Linked DNA regions of Hordeum vulgare: region 2 is linked to region 1. Evidence: chromatin contacts called from public Hi-C data. All regions are on one chromosome and are shown on one strand. Each heading gives the region's core, a stretch centred on a gene start, on an enhancer-like site or on the middle of the called end of the contact. The rest is flanking DNA. Distances are from core to core; before and after follow the strand shown. Region 1 holds the start of LOC123444238 (glycylpeptide N-tetradecanoyltransferase 1). Region 2 holds the start of LOC123440160 (acyl transferase 5-like).

Region 1 (3,694 bases), core at 865-3,364:
ACAAATGCAGTGATTTGAAGACAGGGCAAAAACAACAACGAAAAAGAGGGAGAGGATGTCACAGGATTGACAAAGAGGCTTATTGATGCAATGATGCACCAAACATTACTGATACAAAACAGGAATGGCCTAAGAAGAACATCCAAGTCATCAAACATCATAAACCAAACTCATATCTACAATCCGTAAAAACAAGTAATACAGATTTGCGTACAATAAGAACATCAATTTTTGGGGCATTCTCGATGAAACAATGCTGAATGTCTTAAATCAACAAAGCCAAATAGTTATAACCTCAAAACACAAGGGTACTAGAATGATTTAGCATAACACAAGTCCATCAAAATTCCTTGGTAAACAGAGTGTCATCATAAAGCTTTGAACCGTACACACTGAAATGTAACTAATTGAAAATACAGTCTTAAATTGAAAAGGAATTTCTAATTCCAGTCTCCTCATTTGCAAATCAATGTGGATTCCCATGAAAAGGCATGGAAGATTTGCTACCACAATAAACAAAAGAGCTATGACGGATCGCACACTGGGCAACATACGGCATGACGGAAATCAAACCATCACCTGTAGCAACCAGGAAAGACGCATACTAAACCAGCCACACAAGGAGTACCTGCTGAAAAAGTATAACCCAAACACAATCCTGAGCCTTGACCACCCTATAGAAGCACAAGCCCAAGCTCAGATGGCTTGATTCCATTGCGAATGCGATAATTGTAGAGATAATAGTGCAGCTGCCCATCTCCAGGGCCAAACTTGAGTTCCTTGAGGAACCCCTCGTTCTCCATGACATCGAGCGCATTGAACACATCATAGTTCTTCTGCTTGGCCACAATCAGTGCATCATTCATCAGCTGCTGCAACGGGGTCTTGACAGCAACATTGTAATATGAGTATGCAGCCTTGAGTGTTGAATAGTTGGCATTGTTCAGCACGGACGAGGGCAGAGTGTAAAAGCTGCAGAAATCTGTGACCTCGTGCGTCTCAGGGCTCTCCACAAGGTAGCTGTCCACCACATCCTCCTGGGGCAGCAACCAGTGCTCAACATCAAGCTCATCAAAATCTGGCGCCACCACGTACCTTGCAAGGTATGCCCTGAGCAAGCGTGTGACTGCTGCAACATCCCGCAACTCCATCTGGCGGAACCCGGGGGTAAGCGGCGCATCTGGCAGCTTGTAGAGACGGACGGTGCGGCTCATGGTCATGCGGGGACCAAGACGGGAGAAGCCAACATCGATGAGCTTCTTTGGGTTGAGGGATCGATGCCAGTAGCGGCATGTGGTGATGGGGGTCGGGAGGACGACACCCGCAGTGTATGCAGCCTGCCAGATGTTCTCCAGGTGGACGCGACGGGTGACCTCCCGGATGAGCACCGGCGCGAGGCGCTTGGATCGGAGCTTCTTGTGGACGCAGAGGAAGTTGATCTCGGCCATGCGGACAACGTCGTCGCGCGCACGGATGCGCGCGGGGACGCCGGATATGAAGGCGACGAGCTTCTTGGACTCCTTGGCCCGGACGCCAATGTGCCAGGCGCGGAAGAAGGAGGGGGGGCGGAGCGCCCAGCGGAGGAAGGCCGAGGAGTAGTTGAAGCGGAACATGTTCTCGTCGTCCTCGACGTAGTTGTGGGCGAGGAGGGCGTAGAGGTCGGCGAGGAGGGCGTCGTCGTCGAGGTCGCAGGTGAACCACTCGAAGGCGGCGGGGAGCGGGTAGGGGTCGGCGCGGACCTCGGAGAGCGGGGTGGGCGGCTCGATGGCGCCGTCGGGGAGGGAGACGTCGGCAACGTCGCCGAACTGACCCACGGGCTGCGTCTCCCAGAACTTGTGGCGGCGGGCGGTGGGGTTGGAGGCGAGGGTCATGTGCTCCTGCACGCGCCGCGCCAGCGCCTCGATGGAGGTGTCCTCCGGCGCCGCGGGGGCGCCGTCGCTGGTGGAAGCGCTGGCGCTGGCGCTGGCGGCGGCGTCGTTGTTGTTGGGGGCGGCCATGGCGATCGGCGCGGTGGGAGGGCTAGATCGGCTGTAGGGTTTGAGGGAGAGATTTGGGGGAGAAGACTAGGCGACAGGCCGGGTAGTGGAACGCGAGGCCACGGGATGGATCGGATCTGTTTATTGGGCTAGCTTTTCCCTTCCCTATTCGTAAGCGTGCCGAAGATACGTTTATTTATTTTTCTCCTCTTCTTTTCTTTTAGAGAAAACTCCTCCGAAAATTGCTTCTTGGAGCTTGGCCTCTATGAAGGCCTTCAAATTCAAATTTCATCAAAATCCATACTTATGGAGGCCTTTAAATTCAAATTTCATCGAAATCCATACTTTTACGTTTCAAATAATTCTAAAAAAATAGATATGCATGAAGCCATAAGCGCATCTCCAAGCCAAACCCACAAACCTCTCCAAGCCAAGCCAAACCAAGCGCATCTCCTCGCGTATCTCTTCTGCAGTATGCGGATGACACGATCATCATGGTTGAGAGCGATGACATCTCGAACCTGAAATTCTTCTCCTCTGCTTCCAGGAGATGTCCGGTCTCAAAATTAAATTCAATAAGAGTGTGGTCATGGTCCTAGGATACCCCCTTGTCGCGGCCAAGAGCATCGCCGACCGCCTTAACTTCCAGCTAGGATCCTTCCCCATGGCATACCTGGGAATCCCTATCAGCGACTCTCGCCTCTCGATGGCGGAGCTGCGACCTACGGTTGCCAAACTGTAGCATTGTATTGAACCGTGGCAAGGTCGCTGGCTCTCGAAGGCTGCCAGGACGGTCCTCATCAACTCCTCCCTGTCCAGCTTGTTGCTCTTCTTGATGAGCTTTTACATATTGCTAGAGACCCTCCACCACGAGATCGCCAGGGTCCAGACACGTTTCTTCTGAGCCGGCGACGGGGATAAGCAAAAGTACCACATGGTTCGATGGTCGGAGATATGCAAGCCGTGCAACCAGGGTGGCATGGGGATCATGTCCTCCAAGCGTATGAATATTGCTCTGCTCACTCGTTGGCTCTGGCGGATTTCAAGGGGCGAGGAAGGCCTTTGGATCCGCATTATTCAGAATAATTACCTGCGTGGATAACCTCTTGCCTTCTGCCAGCGGTCTGGGGGTTCTTAGTTCTGGCAGTCCTTAATCCAGCTGCTCCCAGTTCTTCGCATTGGGACCTCTATCGAGGTTGGCTCTCGCGCATCAACCTTGTTCTGGTTTGACCGCTGGGCCGGCGAGCCCGCCTTTGTTACACGTTTCCCAACCCTATTCTCTATTGTGGTCGTCCCACGAATCTCCGTGGAGGAGGCCCTCATCGACCTAGGGCGTCTTGCATTTAGACACCCTTTCGGGCCAATGGAAACGCTCGCCTGGCAGGACCTCCTGGAGTCCATCGCCCTTCTTGCGCCGGATCTGGATCGGCCCGGCGATCGCATCTCCTAGCGATTAGAGCCTTCGGGTTGCTTCACTATGAAATCCTTATATCAGGCGATTGCGCCGTGCCCGAGCCTCGAGCCTTTTGCGGCCCTCTAGGAAATTAGGCTCCCCTTGAAGATCCGGATATTCCTCTGGCAGTGGCTTCGTGGACGCCTCCCCTCTGGTGTTGTGGTCCTTAAGCGGAACGGACCAGCGAATGGCATTTGTCCGCTTTGTGCGACAGAAGAGGATTCGAATCACATCTTCTTTTCTTGCGTGTCCGCGCAATTCCTCT
Region 2 (3,602 bases), core at 1,004-3,503, 190 kb before region 1:
CACACAAGTAGGGAGGCGCATGTGCAGTAAACTAGACATACCTGATAAACAAATCCGACAGCACTGCAGGTCACACTACAAGAAATGGCAGCTGGCACAACAATCTTCGGAAAGCCCATTTCAGACATAACGAATCCCATCTTAGAGATCACTGATGAAATCCTATACATGAAACAAGTTATGAATTGTGAGTCATCCTCCCATATTGTGTCACTGCATAACTGTACACTAAAAAAAAGTTGAAGTAACATTTCTATTTCATGATAAATTTATATACCCAAGTAAATATCATCACGATCGATTGAAATACGGACCAGAGTGGTCAACATTAAGGCCTGAGTTTTAAGTCATAAATGAATTTCTTGAGGTAGAAAAGGCCGTAAACACAATGATAAATGGAAATAGATAAAAGTAAGTTACCCAAACAAAATGCCTGATTCTAAGCCGTATATGACCTCCTCGATCACTTCAGGTCCAGTCTGGATTGATGCAATGTGTCAATATTTGCAATATTTGAAACATGAATCCCAAATTTGAAAGTTGCTCACCAACTCTTGTTCACGCCTTTGCTTTTTGTAGATATGAAGCCAAGTGTTGAGCAGAACCTTAATTGGCATAAACCAAATAAAATCGCCATCAGTCACAGGCTAGAATCTGATCATCAACACTACAATAATACATCCACCATAATATCCTACAATATGATTAGTTCTTTCCCATTGATGTGTTTTTTAATGAAACGGCCAAACGGGAAAAGAGTGAATCCAACAAAAGAGCAGTCTAAACACTTCCCTAAGTCCAGCAAGCAGTTTTGTTGGAGCATAACACAGAACTTGTAGGAGAACATAATTTATATATAGAAATACAAGGGTAATACTTATGCGGTGCACGCCTAAAATTGTGGGTGAGAGTTGGAATATTATAGCAGAATGGGCAAAACAATTTGTGCAAGCGAAAATACACTTGTTTTGGTTTAACTCATACTTACGTGGATGTAATAATAAAACTAATACAACACAGAGTATGGTACCTACAAACAAGATGACAACGGTGAGCACCAGCCAAGGTATACTGAAGAGGGGAATCTCTTCCACTTTCTGCTCCTCCCCTCCGACACCGACTCCTGAATTTACAGAAGGCAGAGTAAAATTCAGTGTGCACTGTAGTAGACTAGTTCCATTCATTAATCCTACAGAGTTCTCTTTGAGCGTCAACATTGCACGTAAAACGTAATGATGGCGGGGTAGTGGCTTGTAGCTCACCTATGGTGCCGAGACCAGCCATTGTGATGGCAATCCAGTCGAGGCCATTCATGACCTCCTTGAGGTAAAAGTGGGAGAAGACGCAGAGTATGGCGAGGCCGCAACCGGCAATCGGCTGCACGACAGAGACCTGAGGAGAAAAGGCAAGCGCCGCATCAGTCAACCCGCGGCGTATCCTGAGCCATTGAGTAACTGCGCGGAATCGGTCGAGAAACAGAAGGGGGTGGGGAAGCAGGCAACGCACCGGCGCCTGCGAGAGCGCGGTGAGCATGAGGGCGGCGCCGCACATGTCGAGGAGGAAGCCGCTGATCCAGAGCCTGTTGAGCGCGTAGCCCCGTATGACCTGCGCGAGAACGAATGGGGCGGCGTCATCCATCTAAACAAGTAGACAGCAGCGCCGGCATCCGGAGGGGACGGATAAGGGTGGGAGGAAGGGGAGAGGGAGGGAGGGAGGGTTGCCTTGAGCTTGAAGGAGAGGGGAGGGAGGATGAGTGTGCCCTTCTTCTGGAGGACCTTGCCGATGCTGTTGCCGGCGGCGCCGGCCAGCGTGAGCGCCACCGACTCCCACATCCCCGATCCGATCCGGCACCAGGCGCGCGCGCGGGGGGGTCTCCCTGGAGCTTTTTGGTGTGGGTGCGGGCGGAGGAGGAGGAGACCACGAGGGGGAGGAGCCGAGCCGAGCCGAGCCGAGGAGGTGGCGTCCGTCCTTTTCTCGTCGTGCCCGAGCGTGCCTGGCGGGCGGTGGCGCCGGTCGTGCCCTCGCTGGTGCCTGCCGGGTCGCGTCGCGTGTGCGGGAGGGACACTCGATTATTTTCTATTCTGCGTGTCCTCGATCGATTTCCTTCTCTTTGGGCCTTGCAGGCTTGGATGGGCCGCCACTCGCACATTCAGCCCAGCCCAGACCTCGCCGTTTATAAATACGCGTCCCGTGCCGCCCCGAACCCTCTCACTCACACACACACACACACACACACACACACACACACAACGGGCACGTAGCCACCCACCATGGTGTCGTCGATCACCCTGGAGAGGAAGTCCCGGTCGTTCGTCGCGCCGGCCGCGCCGGCGTCGGGCGAGACGCTGGAGCTGTCCGCCATCGACCGCGTGCCCGGGCTGCGCCACACCGTGCGGTCGCTGCACGTGTTCCGGCGCGACGGCGCCGACGACGGCGCCAGGCCGGCCGAGGTGATCCGCGCCGCGCTGTCGCGCGCGCTGGTGGAGTACCCCGCGTTCGCCGGCCGCTTCGTCCGCTCGGCGGCGGCGGCTGGCGAGGCCTGCGTCGCGTGCACCGGCGACGGCGCCTGGTTCGTCGAGGCCGCCGCGGGATGCAGCCTCGAGGACGTGAACGGCCTCGACTACCCTCTCATGGTCTGCGAGGAGGAGCTGCTGCCCGCTCCGGAGGACGGTGTTGACCCTACCACTATCCCGGTCATGATGCAGGTATATACGTACGTCATATTTACTTGCAGAAAATGTGTAGGCGGCAGCTAGCTGTTGGTAGCAGCGGCTGACAGGCAGGTCGCTGTTTAAAAATTGTCCTAGACGGTGCATGGTGTATATGCCACGACCACGATGCCCTCCCTCGTTTCACATGCATGCACATGTCCCCTCACGTTTTCTCTCTTAGATGGGCGCTCACTCTCCTGAGGTACACACACACCCTCTCTCTCTCACCTCCACCTGCATGCACAAGCCTCTCCCTCGCTTCATTGAAAAAAGCGTTTCTCTCACGGTTTCTCACTTCTCTAGAAACAAATGGCTGGTCTCGGCACCATTGGTGAGCTACAAGTCACTATACATTGATGTTTCTGTTTCAAGACACTCGGCGCAATGGCTGGTCTAGGCACCATATTTTACAATATTTGAAGAGATAAATCATGCTTTACATGTTGTTGCTTTTCTTTCCGCAATATAGATGTTGTTTCAAGACAGTATTTCTCTAGTGGATTTGTTTCTCAGACCAGTGTATGTCTGCACACAGTCAAGGCCCTTTTTCGCGACCAGAGAGAGTAGCTCCCAAAGGAACCAACCAACACTACATAACAGAGTGGTTGAACTGTGACACATATGATACTCCTATCCCCCCCCCCCCCCCCCCCACCCACACACACAAAAAAAACACATCTGATATACACTAACTAGGTGGAACTGTACCACATCCTGTTTTCTTTTTCTATTATCATACTGTACGTCGCGTTGTTGGTAGTGGAAGATAGAAAGTGCCAGCACCACATATTTCCAACAAGTGAAGCACCGACACATCACAATGGTTTAGGTAGTCTAGTACTGCCAGCCTACTATTTGTCTCTTCATTGACTCGAGTTCCATACAACCACT

The links. A called contact is a pair of places that touch in the nucleus more often than the background predicts.
Region 2: a Hi-C map of leaf shows a contact between it and region 1, with 3 times the contacts expected there. The contact joins the promoter of LOC123440160 here to the promoter of LOC123444238 in region 1. A contact is called at or near these places in 2 of 6 Hi-C or Micro-C datasets (leaf and seedling) and 1 of 1 datasets of contacts at active chromatin or transcription factors (embryo).

What each region holds. Positions count from the first base shown.
Region 1 is chr3H:457,258,096-457,261,789 of MorexV3_pseudomolecules_assembly, reverse strand. It overlaps LOC123444238 (glycylpeptide N-tetradecanoyltransferase 1), which reads right to left and starts at 2,114. Exons shown (of 1, transcript XM_045120899.1): 1 at 321-2,114. The coding sequence starts at 1,997. The coding sequence ends at 675.
Region 2 is chr3H:457,449,728-457,453,329 of MorexV3_pseudomolecules_assembly, reverse strand. LOC123440160 (acyl transferase 5-like) reads left to right here and starts at 2,253. Exons shown (of 2, transcript XM_045116732.1): 1 at 2,253-2,705. The coding sequence starts at 2,271. It overlaps LOC123444239 (probable magnesium transporter NIPA9), which reads right to left and starts at 2,043. Exons shown (of 9, transcript XM_045120900.1): 1 at 1,722-2,043; 2 at 1,507-1,605; 3 at 1,263-1,392; 4 at 1,035-1,123; 5 at 549-605; 6 at 421-479; 7 at 42-162. The coding sequence starts at 1,832.